Regions from separate parts of the Mus musculus genome. Here all the other regions are linked to region 5. The links are chromatin contacts, called in public ChIA-PET, HiChIP or PLAC-seq and Micro-C maps. All regions are on one chromosome and are shown on one strand. The core of a region is the stretch at or near the end of the contact, and the rest is flanking DNA. Distances in the headings are between cores, read along the strand shown. Region 1 holds the start of Map3k14 (mitogen-activated protein kinase kinase kinase 14). Region 2 holds the start of Hexim2 (hexamethylene bis-acetamide inducible 2). Region 3 holds the start of Plcd3 (phospholipase C, delta 3). Region 4 holds the start of Fmnl1 (formin-like 1). Region 5 holds the start of Atxn7l3 (ataxin 7-like 3). Region 6 holds the start of Rnd2 (Rho family GTPase 2). Region 7 holds the start of Brca1 (breast cancer 1, early onset).

Region 1 (3,696 bases), core at 377-2,876, 970 kb before region 5:
CCCAGCTCTGCCTCTCTCTCTGAGTCAGAGATGCCAAGCCCTAGGGGTGAGAGGAGCGTTTTTTAGAGGCCCCCAGCCCTTTTTATTTTCTTGCCTTACCATCTCTCAGCTGGCCACTAGCAAGATATGTCCCAGAAACTGACATATAGGTTCTGCATATACTGAAGTATAGGCTCAGTGCAAGTCACAGCCAGAAAGGCTTCCAGGGACAACTCTTGACACGGTTGACACTAACGTAACAATGGACTATGGGCAACTGCAGGCTTTGCTCTAACATATTTCTGGCCCAGGGGAGAGGGGTGAGTCTCTCAGGTTCTCATCTAGTTGGCTTTGTTTCCACATAGAAGTCAGGCTATGCAGCTCAGACTAGCTTCAAACTTGTCATCCTCCTGCCTCAGCCTCCTGAATGCAGGCCAGGTTGTGGGGTTTCCACATTGTCTAAATGAATGGCCTTTCTCGGTGTCCAACAACAGATGTCGGCTTGAACTTGTCTCCAGAAAGAAGCTAGGTCTGCAAAGTGGTCACAAGCAGACAGTGGTCTGGCCCTGGCTCAAACCTTTCCAGACAGGCCGTTCCTTATTTCTCAAACCAGCCAAGAATATGGCTGCCACTCCCACCATACCACCAGTCCCTGCATCTGCAGTTAGGATTCCTTGCAGAGTCTCTAAGGTCGCAGCGCATCTTTTATTCTGGAAACATTTTTTTAAAAAACACATATTTGTAATTTCTTATTACCAGTAAACAGAAGCTTGTGGTACAGTAGGAAGCCCATTAGCAAAGTTAGAAAAGAAAAAAAAAATCCATAAATTCCCTACACTCTTTCCCGGCCCCATAAAAAGGGCACTGTAGAGAGCACGTTTTCAAAGACCAAGTCTTCCTGACTCTGTAGTTTAGAATGGATCCCGTGCTCAGCACACACACCATGAAGCTTCTCGGGGTGGAAGGAGACTGTACCACATCTGCACACTCCCTTAGAGCGTTTCAACACCCGGTCTGTCCTACATAGGCCTTTGGCTCCCCACACTTCTCGAGGGTAGGCAGAGCAACCTCATCTCCACACACTTTACAGAACCGGGCTCACTCTACGTGCTCCATAAAAATGTTTCTGGCCCCACCAGGCCCCCACGAAGCAGCCTCGCCCTCAAGCAGAAAGCAGAGAAACCCAAGACCTCAGAGCGAGAGCGCCCCGCCGTCTCCAAGGTAACCAAAGCCGAAGCCGGGAATGCCCACGCATGCGTACAGTCGCCCTTCCTTCCCGTAACCTCAAAAAGAATGCAGCCCGTAAGATTTGCCAGAAGGCGAGAGCGCATGTGTAGTTCAACCAACACCCTGGCCTCCTTCGCCTACAGACCGCCCATCCACCCAGCCTTCGGCGCTGGATACCCTGGCCGGAAACAGTGCCCATTTTGGGGAGGCCTCGCTAGCCAATCGCTGCTGAGGAGTGGCCGGCAGGCCGACCGGATCAAGGCGTTTTATTGGCTAACTTATAGGAATGGGTGGGATCAAGGGTCGCGGTGCGGCCAAAGAAAGGAGGCGGGAAGCTAGCAAAGTCGCAGCCACGGGGGGAGGCGTGGCCCGGGGCGGGGATAGGCACGGGGGCGTGGTCGAGGAGGGGCAGCAGGGGCCCGGAGCGATCGCTGGCCAGCGAAGCGCCACACTCGCTTGTTTGAGGACAACGGCGCTCCGCCGGTAGGTGACTGGGCAGAACCCCGAGTCCTAAAGCGGGACGCCGAGGGAGCGGGCGGGGAAGGGGCGCCTCCCAGGCGGGGACTGGGTTGCAGCCGGGCTGTCCACGAGGGATGGCTGGGAGGGGTGGCCGGGTGACTACGGTCTAACCCGCTCGCACGCTCAGCGCCATCAGCGCCACGCTCGAAACGCCGTGCTCGCCTAGAACCTCCAGGCCGCGCACCCACGGGTCACACGCTTGCCCGGAACGCGCGCGGGTACTGTCTGCTTCCCTTTCCCCAACATCCGTGCCATCGAGTTCAGCCGCCCTACTGGCAGACCTGGCTCCTAAGTGTCCCCCAAGAGAAGGTGATCGCTCCACTGCCCTAGCAGTGACATGAGCAGCCTTTCCCTTTGAACTGCTTGGGATCACTTGTTCTGAGAGGATCACTGCTCTGGGCACTCAGTAGAGCAATGCTAGTCGCTGATGGTGCTGTCCTCCCTCCTCGATGGTCCTTACCCTTCTCTAATTCTGTGTTCTACTCGGAACTTTTGGAATCTGTTTATATGTACTAGTCCCGTCCTGGAAGCTCTTCCCGGCTCTGGCAACTTTCAGCCACCTGTCACCAAGTGAAAAGAAACATTTGTCTGAGGCAGAGATTCCCACCTGCTTTGGAACCTCATCATGTTCATTAACTTCAGACCTCCCCCCCTCCACTCCCCACCCCCCAGTTGAGATTAAAAGATGGCTGACAGCCCTAAAGGATGGATAGGGGTGTGCATGGGCTGTCAAGTGGATGAGTGGAGAAAAGTTTCAAATATCAGTGTCTTAATGACATGTTGTTGTTGTTGTTGTTGTTGTTAATTGGAGACAATGAACACTAATGACTGGATTAAGGGCGCTAAAAGAATGAACTGAACGAGGAGTGGCACCATGACCAGTGGACTTCGGAACACTGGCGAGTATCTAGAAACATAGTCTCTCTGAAAGATTAGAGGATTGTTTCCTAACTTCAGTTCTGCAGGGTTTTGCTTAGTAACTTTCCCATTTAGTGGTAGGTGTGGTCAGATGCATAGACTGTTGTCCAGTTGGTAAGCGAAGTACCTGAACCAGGTGTGAGGGATGATATGCCTCGTCTGTGGCCTCAGAGCCATGAGTGAGGGTGAGTTCTCCAGATCCCTGAATAAGAACAGCATAACCTAACTTTGATAGAGAAAGGGGGGGGGGTTGGGGTGATCTTTTTGCTGTTAATGTGAGAGGATGCTTTGAAGACTCTTGACTTGCTTATGATGTATGTGTGTATTTCCTCTTGTATTTAAAGTGATGTCAAAGGCAATTCCTTTGGATGGATGCCAGCTTTATGAGTTTTTCAGACGCCCTTAAGACATCTTGAAAACTAGGCATGGTGGCACACACCTGTAATCCATCACTGGGAGGCTGGGACAAGGAGGATTTGTTGTGACTTTGAAGCCTGTCAGGGCTTCATAGCAAGGCCCTGTCTCAGAGCACCAGAGAGGAAAAAGAAAGAAAGAAGACATCCTGATTTATTTGGAAGAGTGTGATAAATTTCTCAGAACAGCTCATAATAATAGTTAGTATGTCTGACTTTAATTTTAGAAATAAGTGCCCAGCTGTACATACCCAGAAATACATACCAGAAGTTTGTGAAATCAAATAGTACTACGTGATCAGGCTTCAGGCTTCAGGTCATTTTCGGATTGTTTTTGGGGTGGATGGAGCAGTTCTGAAGGTTGTTGGTTTTTTTGTTTTGTTTTGTTTTGTTTTGTTTTGTTTTGTTTGCCTCTGGTGTCTGTTAGAGTTTGTGGGAGTGGCACCACAGACAGAGACTCTGCCAAATGAACCTTTATCTCAAAAAAAAAAAAAAAAACCTGCCTGGTTTTGCCATTCATTCTTGGCAGATAGGAGTGTGGTTCCTCATTTTGGTTCCCCTGATGAACACAGATTCCTTTGTGATCGGCTCGGGCTGGAGAGGACAGGGCTCGCCCTGATTGGTTGCTCCACCCCAGACA
Region 2 (3,749 bases), core at 989-3,488, 840 kb before region 5:
CTTGTCTTACTGGTGGTTTAAACAAACTAAGATGGCTCTGCTGCCCACCTACAGACACAACGTACAGGGATCTAAGGATAGCTTATTGTATGTTTCCGGTCATTTTCCTGTTCCCAGTCTTAGTTCCCTAGTGACTCCGGCCTAAAACCAAGCCAGCTCTGTCCCTCTGCTTATTCATTGTCTCCATTTTGAAGCTCTGACCCTCCACCACTATCACTATAAAAGATAAGTTCTGCTCTGTAACCTGCACGAGACATTCACCCTCTCTTGTAGCCTTACTTGACAAACGCCATAAGAAACCCAGACTAGGCTTAAATGGGTTAAAAGCCTCTCTGAGTTAAACACTGTCACACACACACACACACACACACACACACACAATGCCAGCACTCAGGAAGCAAAGGCAAGTATGTCTCTGAGTTACAGGCCAGCCTGGTCTACAAATCGAGTTTCACGGCAGCCAGGGCTGTTACACAGAGAAACGCTGTCAAAAAAACAAAAACAAAAACAAAACCCAGCAAACAACAATAACAGCAAAGGCCTGGGGTGTAGCTCCATGATAAAGCACTTTTCTAGCATTGGCAAGGCCCTGGGTTCAATTCCTAGCATTGTGAAATCAACAACAACAACAACAACAACAACAATAACAACAGAAACCAACTCTCTGATGTTTGGCTCTCTGCTATTTTGGAAGTGTGGTGATGGATAAGGGCCACCGAGAGCCAGCATGGGCTGGGACTCTGTGGGTTCCTGCTGTCAGCCCACATACTAAGTTGCCATTTACTGAGGACTTAGGCGCTTTCTCCCTCTCCTCTGAGGTTTTCCTGCCCTGCCTGTCAACCTGTACACCGAAATCTCTTGTCTTGACTCATTCTTGGTTCTCAGCCCGGAAAAAATAAATTTTTTTTTAAGTGCAAAATCTCTAACCAAGTTATTTGTCCTTGAGGTCACTTGTCATTGAGAGACAAGGTACTGTTATCAGAAGACCCTAAATGTAAGGTGGAATTTTGTTCCTCACAGGCTGCCTGATTCTGGAAAAGGTAGTGCAGCTCTCCAACCTCAGCTTCTGTCCACTGGAAATAACATCTACCTTGAAGGGCTTTTAGGAATTCATGAGCCATCATTGAATCACATTCTGGCCTACTTCCCAGAGCACAGTACAGACTCATTTAAAACACTGGCTTTCTAGCTGGGTGTGGTGGTGCAGGCTGTAATTTTAGCCCTTGGAAGGCTGAAGAAGAACGTTGTTGCAAGTTCGAGGCCAGCTGGGGATACACAGAAAGACACCCCCCCCCACCTCCCCCCTCAAGGTCTCAAACAAACGAAAATAAAATAAAATACTGGTTTTCTAAATCTACCAACCAACCAACAAGACAAAACAACAAAAGCCCTAGGATTTCAGCTATCTGACCCCACGTTTAGGGCTTTCAGGTGGCTGGGAGGGTGGGTACTTACCTTGGCCTCCTCCAGAGCAGCTGGTGACGCTGTGTTGCAGTTGGTATGGTTCACAGTGGCCATCTTCTCCTACTCTTGCAGCAGATGATGTCTTTAACTACTGTCACCTGCTTTGAACAACAACAGAAACCTAAGTCCTTAGGCAGAAGCTGGTTGGTCAGGAATTGTTTTGTCACAGCAGCAGCAGCCATTTTGTGGCCCCAGACCTGCATGGCCTTCACTTTCAAGTGAAGACTCGGAAGGCTGTTTCCATACTCTAGTCTTCACATTGCTAGCCAGCAAGGGACCAAGTGGGAGAGCAGAGGCCCTGGGCCTCTGCTCTCCTAATAAGTAAAGACAGGCTGGCAGTTAGGAGGGTAGGCCTGAGCTCTGTCACCCAGAAAGGACACTGCTTGGGGGATGCTGTGGAGAGGGTGGGTCTGTAGCTCCTGGAAGCCCCTATCTTGACCACCTTCAATCTCTCTAGGTTGGGACCTGGTCAGAGCCTATGGTTGAAGTCTTTTTGTCTACAGGGCCTGGACGGCTTCTCTCCTGTCTCAAGGAACGGGGAGCTAAAGGGAAGAAGTCTTCAAACTACATGCAGCTGACAGAAAGAAGAAGAAAAAAAATTCAATGGGAGTAAAAATGGAGTTCTTGGAGGAGGGAAAAGTCCTGGCAGGGAGATTTAACGAAGGTGGGACTGACCTATTTGCTGTCAAGGGCTTAGTGTACACCACTACCTCTGTGTGTCTTTCTGTGCGACCGCCTGTCCATGAGAGTCTCAACGCCTCTGCCCTATCTCTTGCTGCAGTAGCAGCAGCTCTGGCCAAGCCGCTAAAGCCCTAAGATGGGGGGGGGGGGAGGTGGAGGGGCGAAGAGGACAGCCTGGCAGCGCAATGGCTGCTGGGGGTTGTAGTTCTTCCACCCTAGGAAAGCTGCCCAGGATACTTTCAAGCTCCCATTACGTCAACAACCATGCCCAGGAACGCCAAAAAAAAAAAAAAAAAAAAAAAAAAAAAAAAAAAAAAAAAAAAAAACCTATTTGCCTTTGCGTGAACGTCCCGCGCTCACCGATCTCTTCTTTGATTGGGTCGCTTGTCTGCCAGTCTCCCGACTTTTGTCAACAACTAGCTGTGCGGAAGCACAACTGGACCCGCCCTGTCAGAGCTCAATTAAAGAGTTCATTGATGGCGTTAGGCTTTACCAGGGAGAAATAGAGATCCGGTCGCGGGGGCGGGGCTTGCGCGCGGAGGGATTCCCTAGCCTTGAGGAAGGCGACGAGCAGCTCGGGGGCCGCCGCCGCCGCCGCCATTTTGGGCTGGGAGGAGGCAGCGGAGGGACTCGCTGCGCAGTGAGAGCACCCCATGGGGGGTGGTCCGGGCGCGGGGAGAGGCCGGGCCGAGTGGGCTGCCTGAAGTGGCGGCGCCGGGAGACGGCGGGGAGTTGGGTCGGGGGCTGGGAAGGGTGAAGGTTGGCGTCTCCCCGGCCGAGCCCAGTCCTCAAACCGTCCCGGCAGCCTCTCCGCCTCGCCTTTGAGAGCGGCCTTTTGGGGTAATTACCGCGTATTTCCCGGGATCCCAGCAGAGGAGAGGCCAGTAAGACGGCTTCCCCTCTGCTGTGCTTCCACCGGGACGTGATCCTGAGGCCGAGGTCTGCCCAAGGCCTCTCGTCACCCCCATTCATCCCGGGTATGGCGGCCAGGCCCGGCGTAGCCGGACCCCCATCTGAAGGACGAGGTGGGCGCGACGCCAGTTGGAGACCCTGGCTCGCAGGGACGGGCCGAGGTTGCAACTCTGGCCGCATGCCCTGAGCAGTGCTAGTGAGCTGGAGGCTCCGAGGTTGCCCGGCCGGATTGCACCCGCCTCCCCACCCCCATACACCGTGTCCATCCCACTTCTCAGGGCTGCGAAAAGCAACAACCCTCTAACTTCTATAACAGCCACCAACTCCCCCTGGGACCAACTAGATCTGGGCACGTGGAAAGCTCGAGCTTAGCGCTTGGAAATTTCTGAGCTCTCTTGCCCTCAAGATTTCTCCCATCGAGCCCCGACTCTCCCAATGGCCTGACCTCGAACGTCAGCATCCGCTTTTGGAAACTCCTGAAGTGTGTCGCCCCACTTCAAAATTTCACGCCAAAGGGATGGGGTTATGCCCTTTGAAGGGTTGGGGGAAAGAAAATAATTTCAGTCACTACAGTCCAGTAATAGAAACGGAGTGGCCCATTTCGGGTACTTCAAAAACATCTGCTTGCATTTTGAAATCTGAGCCGTAACTTAGGGGCGAAGAGGCTGTGCTACAAGGGCAAAGGGAGTTAA
Region 3 (3,742 bases), core at 798-3,297, 810 kb before region 5:
CATCTCGGGGTCGGAGCCCAACCATCGTGAACCCTAAAATGCTGATCTGTACAGGCTCACCATTCTTAGGCAGGTTCTGAATGACGCTGACTGCTGCCTGGAACTGTTTTTGACAGTCGGGCTCTTCCTTCTCGGTACCCATGCTGCTTCGAGCTCTGGAGCCCTACTTTGAAGCGACTCTGCAAGAGTGAGTGTCAATGTGACCAGGCTTCATGGTCCACGGTGGCATCCTAAGTAAGCCACCGGACCGGTTCCCAGAGGGGCAAACTTAGTCCTAAGAACGGATCGCTATCCCAGGAGGCCAGAAGTTGAGCTGAGAAGGCTCCTTCTCCTACCTCAAGGCAGCGCCAATGAGGCCAGGGTGGCGAGGACCACCAACTTGGCCATGAGTGGGAGGGGAGGCAGGTGGCAAGGGTCTCAGAGCCACGTACGTCCCCGGATGCACCTCTCTAGACACCCATTTCCAATTCCTGAACAGGCGAATCAGCGAACGAGGAGGAGTCAGGATGGGACGAACAGCCTTCAACCCTGGCTCCCCGCGCCCCAGCCTCTCACTCACCCCTAGGCGCCCACTGCCAGGACACCAGGGTCCTCTTCTCATCACTCACCAGAGGCTTCCGATTGACCTCTTGTTCCAGAGGGGCAGGGATAGGGCGGGATACAGAGCTAGGAGAAAAGCCAACCAGAGGCACCGTTTCGTATTGGTCTTTTATACCCTAACCAGTAAGGAAGGCTCTTTCAAGATTATGCAAATAATGCTATCCTGCCTCGCCCAGCCAGGCGGGGCTAATTTATGGGTGGCACTCCGCACCGCGCGACAGCCCGAGGCGGGCTGCAGCGCCTCCCGGTGGACACACTGATGGTCGCAGAGTCCTCGCGCCCCCTGGTGGAAACCCACGGGAGTGGGTTGATTGATGCGGGCTCCGCCTGTCCGAGGCACCTCGACTCAGCTCTTGGAACACGTCTACGCTGGCAATAGAGGAGAGTCCTGGAGCCCGGCGTTCCGCAGAAAGGACACTGGAGCTGAGTTTTGGAAAAAGTAAGAGTGAACCAGAAAAATAACAACAAAAAAAAGGAACACTCCTGGAAGGAATCAAGAGATCAAGCAGAGGCGAAGGTTTGACAAATAGTAAGCAAATTTAAGATCGCAGTGGTGATGGGGACTTAAGCTAGTATGAAGAATTGTCGGGACTTGGATAAATGAGGAAAGAATACAGCGGGACAAGTAGATGGAGATTCTAGGACCCGAAACTCGCTACTTTTAGCGTGGGAAGCCTGGCTGTAGGTCGCGTCCAAGTGACAATATTCGACCAGCTCGCTGCCCCTATCCAAAGCTCGTGCTTGAAAGCCACATGCACACTCCACCCTTTCGCATTCACAAGGGTACGTCTAACACTACACCGGCACCCGTACAAGGAGGTTTTCCTTGGCTGACGTCATCAACACCTTGGCAGAGTGTTGTGCAGATCCCTTGACCAAGGATGGAGTGTCGCTCTGGGGTACCAAGCTTCTGGAACTCTAAACTTAGTCTCATCTTAGTCTTCAGATCGGTTGGCCGCAAGGCATCCACCTTTGAGGACTGGCTATTGGCCCCGAGCCCGGAGATTAATTCATGACGTCACTGCCCGAGCCTCTCGTCCCCATTCCTGCGCAGCTCTGCTTCAGAATTCTATGGGTTTCCTCCGTACTAGGACCCTGTGGCCCGGGACGATCTCCTATAGATCTGTCCCTTGTCTGGCTCCCTAAGGGACCCGGCTAAGGTGGATGGACTAGGGTCCTGAGTTCCCAGAAAAAATGTGTCTGCGCCGGAGGACAAACCTATCCCTCCGGGAAATTCAATTCCCTTCAACAGGGACTCTGGCCAATGGTAGAAAGGAGATCCGGGGACCTCTAAGGAAATGGAAAGACCGACTCACTAGTAGGGGCGAACGCGTAGACACCAGGGCGCGCAGCTCCAGGCCTGGGGTCCCGCAGGCGCCTCGCACCGCCTAAGTTCGGCCTCGCTCCGCCCACCTCCACCTCGTCCCTCCCTCTCTCCCTCCTCCCGAGGTCTCCTCCTCCTGACTCCTAGGGCGCCGCTAAGTTTCTTAGCTCCGGACCGCGCCGCGGGCTGTGTTCCCGTTGCCCGGTTCTCACGCACAGATCCCGGGCCTGGCCCTGGGCCCTTCGAGACCATGCTGTGCGGTGGCTGGAAAAGGAGTCGCCGCTCGCCGGAGGAATCCCGGGTGTCCGCCCAGGTCGCAGCGCCCCTCGCGTTCCCGCCCTCGCCCGCGTCGTCGGACAGCAGCACCAAAAGGCCTGGGCTACGGGCACTGAAGAAGATGGGTCAGTGACACACAAGGATGGGTCCGGGTGGGCGCGCACTGTCTCTAGGGACAACCTGGACGGAGCGGGGTGTACGGGCCACCTGGTTTGCCAGGGTGCTTGGAATTGGGGAGGATCTGACCAGGAGCACCAGCACTGTTCCAGTTGGGGTTCACACCTGGGGTCATCAGACTTCCAGGCTGTTTTAGAAGGCTTGGATGCCCCCGGTGCATTCTCACCGGGAGGCGCTCGCGGGGCCGTGCTGGGGTGAGAATTTGGGACTCGGGGCATGGATAGGGTTGCTGGAGAGTGAGGAGAATGGACTGAGAGATAAAGCTTGGAGTTAGGTTGGGGATGTAGCTCAATCGGTAGAGCTCTTAGCTCTGGGTTAGATCCCCAGTATCACAACGACTTACTGTTGTTAATCTCCCAGCACTGGCGAGGTGTCAGTAGGAGGATCAGGAGTTCAAGGTCATTCTCTGCTACAAAGTAAAGTGTGTGTGTGTGTGTGTGTGTGTGTGTGTATGAGTCTGGGGTCTATGAGACTCTGTTTCAAAAAAAAAAAAAAAAATACAATGCCAGGCAGTGGTGGCGCGCGCCTTTAATCCCAGCACTCGGGAGGCAGAGGCACGCGCACGCGGAGGTACGTACATTCATCTCCCAAGTGCTACTTGAGGTCTGTGGGCATCTTACAGCACCTGCTGTTCTTGATCCTGAGGGGCTGTTTACAGATGGCCTCTGCGAGATTCTAGACACCCAAGCCAGCCCTGTAACCCTCAGGTCTTCTCTGCCAGCAGTAACAAAGCCCTGGCAAGACCCGGGGCAATGGTGCGAAACAGTCCAGCTTCCTATTTCAGAGGTGAGAGGGAAGTCACTAGTCTTCAAGGAGCCCTCGAGTCGGCTCAATACCGCTGTGGTTTGCAGGTGTGGTGCTAAGCTCACCTTCCTGAGGTAGGTGTCCTGCACCCCATTTCACAGAGGAGGAAACTGACTCAGACATCAAAGAATCTAGTCGGGGCCACTCAGACTGTGTGCCATCCCAACCTACACGCTCAGAGTCTCGGCAAAATGGGACTCCCTGGGCTTGAACAAGGAGCATTTTATAAACTGTGAAGTGCAGGAAACTGAAGTGGTTTCTCAGGACTGTCAACCTGGTGACAGAACTCAGGGGTCCCAGATGCCAGCCTCCCCGGCTTCCCTCTCAGCTGTGCCCTCCTCTTCCTCATTCCACCAGAATGTATTGGATGTCCTCACCATGAGCATTGTGCCTGGGGCAGCTCTTCATCCTTCTCCGGTCCAGTCATTCAAGAAGTCAATATTTACCTACCATACAACAACAAACACAGCACACGCGGGCCTGTCCAAAGAGAGCTAAACAGCTCAGTACTGCTGTCAGAAGACGGACCTTGAGGGAAAGAGTCAGGGAGGGAGGAGCGGA
Region 4 (3,982 bases), core at 1,482-3,981, 870 kb before region 5:
GCAGCCATCGCTCCTCCGCGGTTGCTAAGGCAGCATTCGAAACCCTGGCTCAACCTGCTCTTTCTTGCCACCCCCATTTTAAGCAGGGTACCCCCTTTCTTAAAGCCTTCTTGGAAAGGTAGTACCCCACCATCCACCCTTGATGGGAAAATGTCTCTTTGCTCCCCTTGCCTGGCTGGTGGAAGCACCCCAAATCATAAGGAGAGCACCGTGGCTAAGAGAAGAGGAAGTTTGGGGAGTTGGGAATCCTACTCCCTACCAAAGACGAAGAGGCTAAACTTGAAATGACAGGTTCCCAGGGCCATGTGACTGGGGAACTGTGTTCCCCTATCAACACTGGGGAATCCATAGGGTGGGGCCCCCATAACAACTTCAAGTTCATTTCATGCTAGACAGTCCCTAAAGACTGCGCATGACCCCAAGAGTAGAGGTCAGATGGAGCTACACCCACTGGTAGACTCCTGATTTCACCAATCTTTAGCCCTGGGTGGCCTCAGGCAGAGGTCAGGGCCGTTAATCCAGGTGGGGCTCATGACCCTAATGGTGAGGGAACAAGAAAAGCCAGTTCTCAACTGTGTGACCTGAAGATGAGTTTACCCACCCCCAGAGGATAAGGGACAGCTTTGAAATCCAGGGGACCGGAAAAGGGATGGGTAAGCCCTGTGGGTGCTGCTGCCCTAGGCTTCCACTGAGCCACCAGGACACTCTGGAAGGTTCTCCTGACATTCCCTCCAAGCCCTGGCCCTCAGGGGTTTTCAGCAGCATTTCCTATCCGACCATCACAGCCGAAAATCCACCCAGGGCAATTAAGTCTTGCACTTGACTTTTGGAATTTCCACTGGTCTGAATTATTCACAAGGCTCCTTCCCATTAGTGTACCTGACCTAACAGATTGGCCAAGAACTATCCCTTATCCATAGACACACCCATTAAGGGAAAATCGAACCCATGGCCCTCCTGACAGGCTGAACCTGCCATCACCCAGGCTCCTAATATGACCCCCTCCCCCACTTGCTCAGCTCTGCTGAGCTTGGCCAAGGCCTGGATCTGAGGAAGAGGGAGTTAGGGGCAGGTGGAGAGACAGGGAAGTCCAAAGCTAGCCTAGTGTGAAATGTCCCTCAGAGTCCCTATTTGTCCCCAAGTTGAGCACTTGTGCCTTCACAAGGAGAGACCCCGCCCCATCTCAGAGGTCCCCCCAAGCTCCTCCTCTCCTTCCGAAGCCAGGATTCTCAGGAACTGTTGCCCCTTTGAGACCATGCAAAGGATCTAGCAAGTCAGGCCTACTGACTCGCTCGCTTGCCAGAGAGAGGAAATGCTATCCAGGAGGTGTGGAGGACAGAGGGTCAGCACTTCTTTGCATCCAGAGTGAGCCTCCTCTGGACTCCCATCCTCAGACCTGCAACATCAGCCTACTGAGACTGGAAAATGCCTCTAGGAAACAGCCCAGCCTTCCCCACTGTCACCCGGTGTCCAGCCAGGGATGCCTAACAGGGATGCCACTGGGCAGCCACCTACAGAAGACAGCAGGAAAGAGTGCTGGGGTGAAGAGGAGGAAGTGAAAAAGACTGGCCTTTCCCCTCCCCTACTTCTGCCTCCCAATGCCTGCACAGCCCACCCTATCAGAAACACTTTGAACCACTTAACTCCATGCTCAGAGTTGATGAGTTGATGGCTCCCTCCCAGAGGCCCAGACTTCAGCTGCTACTCCATCCTAACCCACCCTTGCCTGCCCCAGTTTCCCAAGCAAGTGACAGCCAAGAGGGAGGGGAGCCTTCCAGATTTCTGTTCCACTCCAAGCCAGAATGACCAGCCTATCCTGGCCCCACCCTTCCTAAGCTTACTCCTTTCAGTGGTTGGGGGTGGTCCATGATGAGGGAATGACTGCAAACACCCATTCCGGGACATGGTGGGGGTGATAAATACAAGTGGAGGGTCTAAGAGTCCAACTCCTACGCCAGACACCAGAACAACCCAGGACTGAAGGCTCCACTAGGTCTACAGCTTCCAGAAGGTTAAATTATAACCCCTTTCCTCTTTGACCCTGAGACGCAGAAGGGCAAAGCGCTCCAGACTTGCACCCAGCCGCTGGGCCTGCGTGCAGTGGAAAAGTGGGCGCCAGCCCCCTCCCACCTGGGGCGCGTTTGGAACTCAACCTTATGAGACATTTTTGACACCTTTAGAACTAGGAGCATAGGAAGGGGGTCGATGGGGGGGTCTCTTAAGAAAGCTTCCTGGAGGGGGCTAAAGAAAGTTTCTTGGGGGGGGGGGTGCCAAGTCACTCTGAAAGATGACAGTGTTACTCCTACCCCTCTGGAGGGACAGCAGGTGGACCAGGGATCTCCAAGCCGCACCTGAGTCCCAAGAGGCGGGGACGCATGCGGAGCCCCTGTCATCCCTGGCTCCTGGTGCGCATCAGGTCACACTCACCAAGACCCGCGTGAACCTCTCCTCCAGCTCCCCGGCCGCCGGCATTGGTTGCTTGGGGACGGCTGGCTGCTTCGGGGGCGACGCGGTGGGGCCCGCGGGCTGTTCGGCGCTGCCAGCCGCGTTGCCCATGGTGGTCCCCACCCAGCCGGCCAGGCGCCTCCAGCCTCGGAGATCCAGTTTTCCCTGGGGGTCGCGGACTAGGCTCCGGGAGCCTGGAAGCGAAGGGCAGCGCTGTGTGGCGAGGCTTGGCTAGGTGGCTCTCGGCTCAGCGGCGTGCAGGGGCCGGGGCGCGGCGTCCCATCGCGGCGGCCCCGTCCGAGGGAGCGGGCGGCGACCGAGGCTCGGGGAGGAAGTAGGGTTGCAGGCGGCCGGGGCCAGAGGGCTGGGCCGGGGGCAGGAAGCTGCGGCGCGGGCTCCCCCCTCGGCGATTTTCGAACTTCTGCTGCCGCTCCCGGTGCGCGCAAACCGCAGTTCTCCGCCGCGCACCCGGCCCCAGGGGGGCGGGCTGCAGGGAGGGGGCGGGCGCGGGCGACGGCCGGGGGTCCTCCGCAGCCATGGCGCGCCGGCTGGGGGCTGCCGAGCAGTGCACCTGCGGCGGAGGGGGCGGCCGCCGATGCACCTGCCCGAGCCGGAGCCGACCCAGGCGAGGCCGAGAACACAGCGGCGCGCTCGCCCGGCGCCTCCGGGTCCTAGAACCGCAGCTCTCCACCCTAAGCCCGGCAGTAGGGGGGTCCCTAGGCCCGAGCCTGGAGGAGGCAGACCCCCGGGCGGAAGATTGTCCAACCAATCCGCGCGCGCCTTAGAAACCTAAGGTGGCGCTGAGGTGCGGTTGGTGGGCGTAATTGCTGCTGGGGGTCCCCCTTTGGGGTCCCCAACTAAGAAGATGGGAACCCCCTTCCAGGCCCCCCACCTCTGTGTCTCTCCTCCGTTGGGCCCAGAGATGATCTGAGGACCAGAGGGAATTATCTGCAAACAGGTTGGAGGACAATGACATAGGTCAATTGAGACCTGACCAGATGTGACTGTGCCAGCATCTTCAGCAGTTTTAGACTGGGGGCACTCGTGGAAAAATGAGGTTGGCGAACCTGGAGATCACTGTGGTGGTGCCAAGGAGAAGTAGGGCACTAAGAAGGGTTAAAGGCAGCTGCTAGGCTGGGGGAGGAACAGGCACCTCAGATGGGTGGAAAATCTTGACACTGTCACCATGAGGGACCTAGGCTGGCTGAAGAATGACAATCTTGGCTATCTGATAGTTACAGAAAGATTTCTGTGATAGTGACCAGCAAAGGTAGGTATGGATGTCCTTGTTTCTGTAACGGTAACAAGGGGCCTTTCCGTAGCTGTAGCAAGGGGTCTTGTCCAAGGCCACACAGATAATTAGGGCAGAAACGAGCCTCTCTGTTCATATCCAAAAATCTATAGCCTCGGACTCTTCTTATTTAGGGTAGGAGAGTGGAGAAGGGGTAGGCCTTCATAACCGGGGCTCGAACTCCATCCTGAATTAACACCTCTAATTCTCCCACTTAATCTGTGGGGCTCTTGAGTCAGCCCCTCC
Region 5 (3,884 bases), core at 377-2,876:
TAGCTTCGGTTGTTTCTGAGACAGGGTTTCACTATGTAGCCCCGGAAGTATTTATGTAGATTAGGCTGGCCTCAACTCACAGAGATCCTCCTGCCTCTCTCTACCTCTCTCTGTTGTGGTAAAAGGAGTGGCTAGGCATAAACTTAATTGTTAAGTCTTTCCTATGAAATAGGTACTATCATTATGTCCTCTGGTAATGGACAAAAGAGGCGTAAGAAGGTCTTTTGCCTGGTCCACCAAGTTAAATTCAGAACTAACGTGTGGTCTTATCCGCTTCGAAATATCTACCAAGAACCTCCATACATGTTTGCTGAAGAGCGAAGAACCAAAGATGGTCTCAAAGTACGTGATTCCAGAGTTTAATTTTATCTGAAGCTAGAGGCCTGGCACGCAAAAGTCTCGAGGCTGTAGACACGGCCACGTACATGTGAGCGCAGATCTAAACACCTTGGGTGGCTGAGAAAAGGACCTTTCCTCCCGAAGCTAAAGAGGCGAGAGATGGAGGGTAAGGCCACTCCCAGCGGAGCAGCTTTTAGTGTAGGCAGAGTCTGGCCAGTGCTAAGCAGTCTGTCTGAGAGGTGGAGGGTCCAGCGTGGGCTCCGGAAGCAGGAAAGGCGAGCAGGTGTGGGATCTAAATTAGGATAAGGGCGGGAGCGCGCTCGACTCAGAAGGGCGCAGCTTGCACTCCGCAGTGAACCTTCTCCCTTGGGTTCTTTTCGGTTCGGAGGCCTGGGGTGGCTGGTGACCCACTCCGAAACCCAGAGAACGAATGCAGACCAGCCCCTTTTAAGGTTGTTCCTTCCTGAGCGCCTAACTGCACCCCATTTCAAGCCCAGACTCTTCACACAACTGACTGTATGCCTCGCGGTCAAAGTGGGGGAGCGACCGGGGAGCAGAGCAGGGAACCCCGCGGGAAGGGCGGGGATGCCTGGGCCGGAAGGCGTCCCAGGCTCGGCTGGGAGCCGGCGCTCTCTTTCGACGCCACCCCGTTGCCTCCGCCCCCGAGCCGGCCGGGACGGCACCAAGTCTCCGCCCCTGGCGCACCGCGCACCTCACCTTGAACGCTGCCCCACCCACCTCGAGCCTATTGGGCCTCCCGGGCCGAGGACACTCCGCGATTGGCCGGACTCGTCTACGGAGGCCCCACCCATCTCCCCGCCCCAGGTCCCGTCCGCCGGTACTTTGGACGGCGGCGTGGCGCCCCTCCTCCCCTCCCGGTCCCCGCCCCCTGGAGCAAATGCTGCCGAGCTGCGGCCGCGGGGCAGATGCACGCGCTCGGGCCCTTCTAGCAGGCGCGAGCAGTCGCTGGGCGCGCGAAAGCGAAAGGAGGAAGAGGAAGGGAGGGCGAGGGCGGGGTGTTGAGGAGGGGCGGGAGGAGGAAGAGGAGGAGGTTGGAGCGCGCTCGCGCCTGGCCTCGCGCCCGCGCCGAGGGAGGGGGGAGAGGGGCGCGCGCGCGCACGCTCGCGTCCTCGCTCGCTCCATCCATCCATCCTCCGGTCGCGGCACGCGCGCGCGCTCCGGGCTCGCGCCGCACCCCCCGCCCGGGAGAGGCGGGCTGGAGTGGGGGGCGGGGGGAGGGGCGCGCGGACGGCGCGCGGACTGCGCGCGGGCGGGGTGAGGTGAGGAGGAGGAGGCGGCGACGGGACGAGAAGGGAGGGGAAGGGGCCATGGCCGCCCGGTGAGGCGGCGAGGCGGGGGGGCAGCCCGACCCCCCGGCCCCGGGCCCCGGGCCCCGGGGAGAGGCGAGGACGGACCGACGGACATGGGGCTCCGGAGCAGCCGCCGTCGCCGCCGCCGCCGGAGGACGCGGCCCTGAGAGGCCGCCGGGCCCCGGCGCGGCCCCCCGGGCGGGGTGAGTACAGAACAGGGACGGGGGAGGGGCCTGCGGGGGGCGGGGGGCGGGGCCCGAGGCGGGGCTTGGGCCCCCTCCCCCCAGGTCTGGGTCAGCGCCCCTTCCCCTCCCCCAGGGCCGACGCGGAAACGCCCGGCTTTCCCCGGCTTCCCGGCCGGGCCGGGGCCCCCCGGTCTCCCCCTGGCTGGGTCCTCCTTGGGCGGGGCAGGGCCGGCCGGGGAGGGGGCGCGGGGCCTTTGTTAGGGAGCCAGGCCCCAGCCCCCGGGACAATAGAGACACCCTCCCGGAATCCTCTCCCCGGCCCGTCCGGGATCTGGGCAGGCGGCGACCTAGTGGGGTCGGGACGCGTCCCACTCTGCTTACTCTCTGGGGGTCGGTCTGTCCCGGCCCGCCGCCGGCCTATGGGCGGCTCGGCTCTCCTCCCCCCAGTCGGTATGATGCAGCAGCAGTGCCGCAAGGACGGGAGAAGAGCCGCGACACGGCCTGCTCCCCTTCCCAGTGCCCCTGGCTCATTTGTCAGTCCCCACCCCACTCGAGGCCGGCAGCTTCTTAAACTCGTACCCACTCTTCAGTGGGGCCCCGAACTGTGGGCACTGTTTCTGAATCCTACGGTGGGGTTTTTGGACTTTGGGGCTCTTGGAGAGACTTCCGGGCTGGTCCTGAGGGAGGGAGGGTGCGATCTAAAAGAACAGGTAAGGGGAGTGCCCACTCGCGTGCGTACCACGGGGCTCTCCTCTGCTCACGTTCTTGGTGGCTGGAAATGCCCTTTGCCTGTAGGCTTCTCTGGGCTCTGTTCCTCTCGTAGAGTGGCAGGCTTATTTTAAGAGAAGACAGAGTGGGGTGAAGGTTGTAGGGTGTTAGGGCCATTCCTACTTCTGGTAGCAGTACCCCCCCAAGTGGACATCCTGGCTGAAAGCAGAGGTGACTATGACAGCCCTTAGGGAAACGGGGGTTGTCTTGAGGAGTCTGTGCAGTTCTTTGCCACACCCTGTGGGTTTGCTTTGAGGCCTTAGAGTTCCTTCTCCTCCCCCTGCTGCATTGCACCATGGGTATCAAAGAGGGGTTTGAGTTTTGGGTACCTGGGATGAGCTGCTGCCTCCTATAGACCTAGAGTCTGATTGGCAAGGCAGTACAGTTCAGGGCCTGAGCTTAGGCCTGGGAAGGACTAGGCCACCTCTGGTTCTCAGGCCCTGAAGGACCATCTAGACCTAGTGAACGGGGCCTTGGGGAGGGAGACACACTGATGCCAGGATTAAGCCCTGGGCTTGGAGGTGGGGAGGGGAGGTGGCAGTCTCTGGAGGTGTCTTGGACTCACACCAACACCCCCACCTCCATGTGTGCAGCCGTGTTGCCGCCCGCTGTGCTATGAGCAGTCAGAGCGCCGTCTCCACAAGAGTTTACAAATGAAAATGGAGGAAATGTCTTTGTCTGGCCTGGATAACAGCAAACTAGAGGTGAGGGCTCCCCCACGTGTGCCTCCGGTTCTTTCTCTCAATGTCTCTGCGTCCGTCGCTAAATCTGGCATCTGTGCCAAAGGAGGAATTTGGGTAGTCAGCCTTGTTCCTTAGAGGGAATAATAACCAGCTGAAAGGTCCAAGGATCTGGGAGGAAGAAGGAACTCAAAAATCAAGGTCAGGAAAGTGGCAAAGAAAGCAGCATGCTTGGTCAGGGCCAGGAGATTTGGTTGGTGAGAGTTGTTCAGTCAAGGTGGGGTGCTCCCCTTGTGACCATGGATGCTGGTGTTCTCTTCCGGGGCCCAGGCCATCGCTCAGGAGATATATGCTGACCTGGTCGAGGATTCTTGTTTGGGATTCTGCTTTGAAGTACACCGGGCTGTTAAGTGTGGCTACTTCTTCCTGGATGATACGGATCCTGACAGCATGAAGGATTTTGGTGAGCCTCAGGGTGGAAGGGGAGTGGTCTAGCTCTGCCCAGGAAGGGCTTAGAGCAGTCCTTTAGAAACTGTCCTATTTGTAGAGCCTGGAGCTCCTGTGAGCTTAGGCAAGAATGGATTTAAAGAGAGCCTGGGACC
Region 6 (3,918 bases), core at 1,030-3,529, 830 kb after region 5:
ACACCCTCTCCTCCCTGGGAATCGAGGACTCCCTGACCGACTCTAGTGCTTTAACCCGGGACTTTTCTTATGGAAACAATAGCCTGACAGCCAGCCTCAGGGCTTTCTAAAGCCCTCGGAATCTGCAGCCCTGCCACCGCCAAGGAGATAGGGAAGGCAGCTAAACAGACCCCAAGGCCCCAGGACCACTTCCAGCTCAGAGACAGACTTGCAGGTGAAAGGCAAGGAGGCTGGAGCAGAGGGATGACAACTTCAGCCACTACTGTTACTCCCTCCTCTGGGTTCATGCCCTTCACGCCTACTCTCCTTTGTAGTTTCCCCAGACTCCCACCTTCTTGAGGACACTGTCCAGTGTTTCTGGCCGGCTAATGTCAAAGCAGATAAGCACAGCATCAGAATCCGGGTAGGCCAGAGGCCGGACATTGTCATAGTAAGAGGAACCTGGAAGAAAGAAAGAAGGCAAACAGATAAGGCAATCTGAGGGGGCAGCTGGCCTGGAAGCGGGTAAGGGACTCAAGTGACCCTGGTCAAGGGATAAAAAGCAAATACCCGTCACAAAGTGTGTCTCAAGAGTAGGCAGAGGGGCTGGTGAGATGGCTCAGTGGGTAAGAGCACCCGACTGCTCTTCCTTCCGAAGGTCTGAAGTTCAAATCCCAGCAACCACATGGTGGCTCACAGCCATCTGTAATGAAATCTGACTCCCTCTTCTGGAGGGTCTGAGGACAGCTACAGTGTACTTACATGTAATAAATAAATAAATGAATAAATAAAACTTAAAAAAAAAAAAAAAAAAGAGTAGGCAGAGAGGAGCAGAAGCAGTGGGAAATGGCTTATGGGTTCCTCTGATCTCACACTGATAATCTGTAATCTTCTGGAGTTTGGAAGCCCTTTAAGAATCTCAGAAAATCTACCACCATTCTGACAAATTTTGTGCGTGCTTTCTGGGCTTTGATGACACATCTTCTAAAGTCCTCCAGGGAACGGAGTAAAAATAAAAACCCTTCCCATGAGGTTGGAGCAAGGACAGGGAGCCAGTGCTCCTGTTCTCCTGGGACTCTAGTTCAGTCTAGAGGAAGAAAAAAAAAAAAAAAAAAAACTACTTTCCACCACCTTCCCCCACCCCAGTAATTCTAAATAGCTTTCCTAAACCCAGTCCTATTTCCTAAGAAACATGTTCCAAAATAAATCATTTCTTTCCAAGTTCCTTGGGTAAGCAGAACCCAGCTGCAGGGCCGATATTAGACTTCCTACGTGGTTTCTGTCAGGCCTAAGAAACTCTGCCTCAGTTTCCCTGGCTCAAAAGAGAAACTGATGTTCTGCTCTAAAACTGGATGGATGTCTGAGCTGACCTGGAATCTCAGGTTCTGGCCAAGGGAGGGGCTAGAGGAAGGGACCTTGGCCGCCGTCAGGGTGACCCCGAGGGACTTGGCTACCTGAAGTATCCCACATGTTGAGCTCAATGCGGCGCTTGTCGATCTCGAAGCTGGCAGTGTAGTTCTCAAACACCGTGGGGACATAACTCTGCAGACACGGATGGGTCAAAATGAGAGAGAGCTGCTCTCCAGTACTCACTCACCCTGACAACTGCCCTCCTCCCTCGACACCCGGTCCAGCTCAGTCCCTAGACAGAAGTTGGTCTGAGGCTGGGCTAAGGGAAGATCCGGGGAGCTACTGCCTCCACCTCCTAGCTAGACTCTCAGATAACCCCCCTTCCCGGGTCCCTTTAGCCCCTAGTTTTTTCTCTCTCGGATGCCCGGGACCTCAGTCATTCTCCCGGAGCGCCCTTCCGGATCCTCTGATGCTCCTAAGCCCCATCCATTTCACCGCGTTCCTTGATTCCTTCCACTCCAATCCTCTGCAGTCCTTTCAGACCCCCCAACGCCTCCTTCCCTTCCTCTGAGCCTCTTTCTCTCCTCCCTGGTTACCCTGGTACCGGTTTCCAGCGGCCCCCGGGGCCCCTATAACCCACTCCCCGCAGCCTCGGTGCCCCTCTCTCCAGACGCCAATTCCTCACCCCGGGGTAGGCGTCCTTGGCGAACACCTGCAGCAACGCTGTCTTGCCGCACTCCGCGTCCCCCACCACTACGATCTTGCAGCGGCCACTCTGCCCCTCCATGGTCCCGGCTACGCGCCGGCCCCCCACGCCGCCCCCCTCCCGGGCACAGCCGCCGCTTCTGCCGCCTCCTCCCCCGCCGCTGCAGCTGCAGCCTCTCGGGCCGCCGACACCGGCATCTCGCGGGCCCGCGCCGAGCCCCCGCCCGGGGCTGCGGGCCCCCTCCGCCCCGCCCCTAGCCCGCGGGCCGCACCTCTGGCCCCGCCTCCCACCCGCACAGCCGAGGGGCGGGGTTCGGGACGGGGCGGGGCCTGGGAGGAGGGGAGGGGGACCCGAGTTAGACTCTAGCGCGCAGCTGTGACCCCAGGAGCGCCTGAGGGTTTGTGGCCAGCGAGCCCCGTTTATTTGAGTTCCTCGGGCATGGAGGCTGGGCTGACCGAGGGCGAAGTTCTGAAGGGTCAGCTGCGAAGCTCCATACACGGGCGCAAGGCCTGAGCCTTCTGTGTGCCCACGCGTGCACGCAGGTGTGCTAGTGCGGCGGACACGCGCGGCGGCAGCAATCTATTTCCCGAACACAGGGGGGCGTGAGATGTTAGGAAAGGGAGGATTTTTGATTTTTGTCTCCCTCCTCCACTCTCGGGTCCAGACAGAGCTTAGGGAAATGGAAGTACGGACCTTAGCACTCCCACCCTACATTAGTGACATCATAGCTTTCTATCTCCATAACGACGGGTGGCGGGATCTAGGCCTGTGACCAACCTAGAAGCATGGACTAAGTTCCTCTAGCCAAGTACTGAGTGGAAAGTTTTAGGGGAGCTTTTGCGTCCTCTGGTGGATGTTTTGGTAGAAAGAGCAAAGGGAAGGCTAAGGAAGCTAGAATCCTTTGACAGCTAAGCTGGGCCAGAGCTAAGCCCCAAAGCCAATTTCAGCCTCATCTCAGACTAGCAATAAGCAAACCGCCATTTGCATGACATCTTTTGCCTAGAAGAGGATGGAGAAAGGGGCTTGGAGGGCTGTGATCGGGATGTAAAGTGAATGAATGAATGAATGAATGAACAAATAAATACACATACATACATACATGCATACATAAGTGAAAAAAATCCTTCTTTAGCCGGGCATGGTGCTGCACGCCTTCAGTCTTAGCACTCATGAGGCAGAAGCAGGCAGATCTCCCTGAGTTTGAGGCCACTCTAGTCTATATAATGAGTTCCAGGTCAACCAGGTCTAAATAGAGAAATCCTGTCTCAAAACAAACAAAACTCTTCTTTAAGTCGAAGATGTTCATTTTAATGTTATCTCGTTTTGAATAACCGTGTAAAGGTAACTAAAGCACACAATCTCATCGCTGTTTTACAAAAAGTAAACAGACACACAGCATTAACACCCAAAACTGTTAAGTTTAAGTTAGAGATGTAACTCGGGAGTAGAGCTACATTCATGAGGCTCTGGGTTCTATCCTCAATTCCAACAAAAGGAAAAGAGAGTGTGAAAGAAAAGGGAGGTGGTGGCACATGTCATTTTAACCACAGAACTCCGGAGGCAGAGCCAGCCTTGTATTCATGGCACCTTCTAGGCTCCAGGCCAGACCTGGCTACATGGTGAGACCCTGTCTTAGAGGTTCTCATGCTTGTAGTTTGCCACTGCAAGAACATAGTGAGTAAGCCGGGCGTGGTGGAGCACACCTTTTATCCCAGCACTTGGGAGGCAGAGGCAGGCGGATTTCTGAGTTCGAGGCCAGCCTGGTCTACAAAGTGAGTTCCAGGACAGCCAGGGCTACACAGAGAAACCCTGTCTCAAAAAACAAGCAAACAAAAGAACATAGTGAATAAAGTCTGCTTATTAGTAAACGGTAGAGTTCAACC
Region 7 (3,657 bases), core at 224-2,723, 740 kb after region 5:
GGGTGTTTGACATAACGGGAAAAACGATGCCTTTCTAATTTGGAAGGTCCTAGCTCAAGATATCTTCCTTCAATAGAGCCTTAAAAATAGGAAAGGGACAGAATGAGGAAGATGTATGTCCTTTCTTGTCGCAGACTTAATCCCAGTCTTCCAGTAATGGTTTCCCGGAACTCCATGTCCCCAGGACAGTGAGTGTCACCACCATCGAAGCCCTCTTTATGTTCTGGGGGGGATCGAGACCTTTTCTTAGCAGAAACTGGCCCTTCTAAGCCATGAACTGTCTCCCTCAGGCAGTATCCACCCCCCACTATCGATGACAACCCAAGCGACTCCCTCATCTGGTCACTGAAAAGACTGGCTGCCCCTGAACACGGAAAGTCACTCCTCTTTGCAAGATTTTCCCCTTGAACTTCCCCGAGCACTCTAAGAACGGCGTGCCCCTACTTCTAGGTAACAGTGGTAGCTTCCTTACCAGCTTTCCGCCCACGGGGGGCGCTTGCCAGTGGCCAGTGCAAGGACCGTTCGCGGCCAGCTCGCCTGCTATCCCTGCGGGGTGAATCTAACATGGCGGACAGAGACCGGGCCTAGTCCCATGTTTCCCGGAGTTTTCCACAAGATGATTGGCTCTTTCTATCTGCCCCTCAAAATAACCTCTCTACCGATTGGTCAGTGCTGCGTTGGCAAGGGAGGGACAGAAGCTCTCTGAACCGCATAACAATAACAAACACCCAGGCCGAGGGGCGGAACTAGCGCGCAGAAGTCAGCTGGTTGGATTTCCCTTTCCCAAGCCGATTGGCCACCCTCTGCTTTTCCCAGGTCACTGACATTGGCGGACTAGTTACCCGAGAATCGCGGGGCTGGACGGGAATTGTAGTCTTCCTGGAACCCACAGCTCCTTTTAGTCTATTTTCTGTGCACAAAACACGAACACAGAACGCTGCGATTCATAGCAGCTAAGACGCATAACTGCGAGGAGGTCTCCGCTGTACCGACTGGGTTCCTGTGGTACTCGTGCCTGCTTCCGGTGTGAGAAGCTCTTTTCCCGTAAGACTACACTTTCCAAGAGATGCTGTGGAGAAGGCCTTTCGTTCCGCAATGCATGCTGGAATTGGTAGTTCTTCTTACACAAGTCTCTTATTTACCGAAACTGGAGACTTCCATGGCAGGAAGGCTGAGGGAGGGATGAGACCTCGTTTTGCAACTGCTTTGGGCACTACCTTGCGCTCATATTCCGGCCTCAGGGAGCGATTCCCACCCTTTGTACAGAACTACTGTGACGTAATAAGCAGGCGTAGATGCGAAGGGGCTGCCTAAGAGAAACCTCGAAATTCTTTCTCTTCCGTCTCTTTCTAGTGACGACATACAGGAAAAAAAAAGACTAGGTAGCCAATCGCAAACCCAGAAACAGTTTCAGCACCCCCCCCCCCCAACTCGCTCCTCCCTTCCCTTCCGCTGACGTGTCTGGATCTTGTGTTCCGAAAGGCTAGCGCTAGGCGCCAAGCGGCCGGTTTCCTTGGCGACGGAGAGCGCGGGAATTTTAGATAGATTGTAATTGCGGCTGCGCGGCCGCTGCCCGTGCAGCCAGAGGATCCAGCACCTCTCTTGGGGCTTCTCCGTCCTCGGCGCTTGGAAGTACGGATCTTTTTTCTCGGAGAAAAGGTGAGACAGCCCTGAGGAACAGAAAGGGTACCCCGGAATACTCATATGAAAGGCAGGAAGCTGCTGGTGGAGACGGGTGTTTACTGATTAGGAAAGTACCTGGGGCGGAACCAAAGGGTCCCAGACGTTTTCAAACAGGACTCTTGGGAAGGGTGCAGTTTGTGCATTCCCGGGGGCAGCTGTGAGGAAGAGGGCAAAGGATCTACGAGGGGGAGTTCTGGCTGTAATCGTATCTTGAAGGTTGTATACGGATGCGGGCTAAAGGATGAGAGGAAAGGCGGGCAGAAGTGTGGCAGGGAAGAGGGGGGAAAAACGGAGTTTGTGGAGGGAAACTCCTGAAGAACTAGACCCGAGTACATTTCACAGAAGGTTCTAGAAGGGAAGTACATAAGGGAATGGCAATAGTAATGAATGCTGTTGGCAGAGAAGACGTGTTTAAAGAGAGCCTTAACAGGGAAACATCCAGAAGAGGTAGGGTGGAGACGCTTTAGCAGTTTTTAAGTGTTCCTTTTGGCGACTTTTAAAATAATATGTGTGCTTCTTTTTTGTTTGGTTGGTTAGCGTTTATGTTGGTGGTTTGGTTTGGTTTGGTTTTGGCTTTTGTGTAGCCTTGGCTGTCCTGGAACTAGCTCTATAGACCAGGCTGGCCTCGAATTCACAGAGATCCACCTGCCTCTGCCTCCTGAATGCTGGGTAGTTGATTAGTTTTGAGACAGAGTCTAGTCTCATTTATATTAGCTCTGGCTGGCTTGGAGCTGTGTATAATAGAACAGGCTGGTCTTAAACACTCCTCCACCTGCCCCTGTCTCTGGGGAGGAGGGGGTCAAAGATATCCACTACCATTCTCAGCTAGTTTTAGAGTTTGTGAGACAGGGCCTTCTGTAATTGGGTTGTGTAGCTCTAGGTGACCTTGAACTCTATCCTCCTGCCTGTACTTCCTGAATGCTGAAAGTACAGGTTGAAACAACCATATCTGATCTTTTGGCCTCCCCAAACTAGCCCAAAAAGACTGCTGAACTTCTGAGTCCAAGCCATCCTCCTCCTTCAACTTCTCCAGTCCCTGAAACTATAGGTATGACACCACTGGTTTTGATTCTAAGCAAGAAAAAGAACACCAGACTCTGGGGAAAGTTCATATATATATCACTTCTGTCCAGTCACTCCATTTTAGCTTTTTTTTTTTTCCTTGAAGAAAGGAAGTGACCCAAGGAAGGCTTTCATATCAAAGAGTAGAGAATTTAGATTGCTAGCTACAAAGAGCAACTGCTAAGAATTTTATTTATCTGTTGATTTATTGGTGTTTGTTTGTTTTGTTTTGAGACAGGGTTTTTCTATATAGCCCTGGCTGTTCTGGAACTCACTCTGTAGTCCAGGCTGTCCTGGAACTCAGAGATCTGCCTGCCTTTGACTCTCAGTGCTGTGATCAAGAATATGTGCCACCACTGCCTGGAGAAATTTTTATTTTTTAAAGATTCATTTTTCATTATCTTTAATTATGTGTATGTGTGTGCAGAGGTTCTGACCTGGATGTAGCGTTCCAGACATCTGACATGGGTGCTGGGAAGAGGCACATATTTTTAACCACTGAACCATCTCTCCAGACCCTGAGTTTTTTGTTTCTTAAGATTTATTTATTTATTTTATGTGAGTACATTGTTGCTGCCTTCAGATACACCAGAAGAGGGCATCTAAGCTCATTACAGATGGCTGTAAACCATCTTGGTTGCTGAGATTTGAACTCAGGACCTCAGGAAGAACAGTCAGTGCTCTTAACCGCTGAGTCATCTCTCCAGCCCCCGGGTTGGGTTTGTTTTTTGTTTTTGTTTTTGTTTTTTTTAATGTACTATATGTAAGTACACTGTAGTTGTCTTCAGACACCCCAGAAGAGGGCATCAGATCTCATTATGGATGGTTGTGAGCCATCATGTGGTTGCTGGGATTTGAACTCGGGACCTGTGGAAGAGTAGTCAGTGCTCTTAACCGCTGAACCATCTCTCC

What was found. A called contact is a pair of places that touch in the nucleus more often than the background predicts. ChIA-PET counts read pairs in DNA pulled down with a chosen protein or histone mark. HiChIP or PLAC-seq counts read pairs in DNA pulled down with a chosen protein or histone mark.
Region 1: a contact with region 5 is called in an RNA polymerase II ChIA-PET map of memory CD8 T cells, with 17 read pairs. The contact joins the promoter of Map3k14 here to the promoter of Atxn7l3 in region 5. A contact is called at or near these places in 2 of 484 Hi-C or Micro-C datasets (CD8 T cells and Th1 cells), 4 of 115 datasets of contacts at active chromatin or transcription factors (memory CD8 T cells, microglia, pancreatic cancer cells and 1 more) and 1 of 9 other capture datasets (liver).
Region 2: an RNA polymerase II ChIA-PET map of memory CD8 T cells shows a contact between it and region 5, with 22 read pairs. The contact joins the promoter of Hexim2 here to the promoter of Atxn7l3 in region 5. A contact is called at or near these places in 3 of 115 datasets of contacts at active chromatin or transcription factors (double positive thymocytes, memory CD8 T cells and pancreatic cancer cells).
Region 3: a contact with region 5 is called in a FOXA1 HiChIP or PLAC-seq map of pancreatic cancer cells. The contact joins the promoter of Plcd3 here to the promoter of Atxn7l3 in region 5.
Region 4: an RNA polymerase II ChIA-PET map of memory CD8 T cells shows a contact between it and region 5, with 13 read pairs. The contact joins the promoter of Fmnl1 here to the promoter of Atxn7l3 in region 5. A contact is called at or near these places in 2 of 115 datasets of contacts at active chromatin or transcription factors (memory CD8 T cells and pancreatic cancer cells).
Region 6: a contact with region 5 is called in a Micro-C map of embryonic stem cells, with 4 times the contacts expected there. The contact joins the promoter of Rnd2 here to the promoter of Atxn7l3 in region 5. A contact is called at or near these places in 1 of 484 Hi-C or Micro-C datasets (embryonic stem cells), 1 of 115 datasets of contacts at active chromatin or transcription factors (bone marrow-derived macrophages) and 1 of 9 other capture datasets (adipose tissue).
Region 7: a contact with region 5 is called in an RNA polymerase II ChIA-PET map of memory CD8 T cells, with 13 read pairs. The contact joins the promoter of Brca1 here to the promoter of Atxn7l3 in region 5. A contact is called at or near these places in 2 of 39 promoter capture datasets (neural stem cells and pre-B cells), 2 of 484 Hi-C or Micro-C datasets (embryonic stem cells and muscle stem cells), 3 of 115 datasets of contacts at active chromatin or transcription factors (bone marrow-derived macrophages, memory CD8 T cells and pancreatic cancer cells) and 3 of 9 other capture datasets (adipose tissue, liver and pancreatic islet).

Annotation. Positions count from the first base shown.
Region 1 is chr11:103,265,331-103,269,026 of GRCm38.p6, reverse strand. Map3k14 (mitogen-activated protein kinase kinase kinase 14) reads left to right here and starts at 1,626. Exons shown (of 16, transcript NM_016896.3): 1 at 1,626-1,689.
Region 2 is chr11:103,131,848-103,135,596 of GRCm38.p6, reverse strand. It overlaps Hexim2 (hexamethylene bis-acetamide inducible 2), which reads right to left and starts at 2,238. Exons shown (of 3, transcript NM_027658.2): 1 at 2,140-2,238; 2 at 1,456-1,562. The coding sequence starts at 1,518.
Region 3 is chr11:103,099,963-103,103,704 of GRCm38.p6, reverse strand. It overlaps Plcd3 (phospholipase C, delta 3), which reads left to right and starts at 2,047. Exons shown (of 15, transcript NM_152813.3): 1 at 2,047-2,325. The coding sequence starts at 2,175. Acbd4 (acyl-Coenzyme A binding domain containing 4) reads right to left here and starts at 2,017. Exons shown (of 11, transcript NM_025988.2): 1 at 1,917-2,017; 2 at 609-1,023; 3 at 61-179. The coding sequence starts at 142.
Region 4 is chr11:103,169,887-103,173,868 of GRCm38.p6, reverse strand. Fmnl1 (formin-like 1) reads right to left here and starts at 2,731. Exons shown (of 26, transcript NM_001077698.1): 1 at 2,428-2,731. The coding sequence starts at 2,556. It overlaps Gm51919 (a long non-coding RNA gene), which reads left to right and starts at 3,293. Exons shown (of 3, transcript XR_003949776.1): 1 at 3,293-3,715.
Region 5 is chr11:102,294,371-102,298,254 of GRCm38.p6, reverse strand. It overlaps Atxn7l3 (ataxin 7-like 3), which reads left to right and starts at 1,626. Exons shown (of 13, transcript NM_001098837.1): 1 at 1,626-1,852; 2 at 3,196-3,306; 3 at 3,613-3,745. The coding sequence starts at 3,256. Gm33851 (cyclin-dependent kinase 13-like) reads right to left here and starts at 1,866. Exons shown (of 2, transcript XM_030246466.1): 1 at 1,078-1,866; 2 at 338-631. The coding sequence starts at 1,490. The coding sequence ends at 559.
Region 6 is chr11:101,466,536-101,470,453 of GRCm38.p6, reverse strand. Rnd2 (Rho family GTPase 2) reads right to left here and starts at 2,279. Exons shown (of 5, transcript NM_009708.2): 1 at 2,015-2,279; 2 at 1,434-1,521; 3 at 332-441. The coding sequence starts at 2,116.
Region 7 is chr11:101,549,771-101,553,427 of GRCm38.p6, reverse strand. Brca1 (breast cancer 1, early onset) reads left to right here and starts at 1,473. Exons shown (of 23, transcript NM_009764.3): 1 at 1,473-1,659. Nbr1 (NBR1, autophagy cargo receptor) reads right to left here and starts at 774. Exons shown (of 24, transcript NM_008676.3): 1 at 473-774.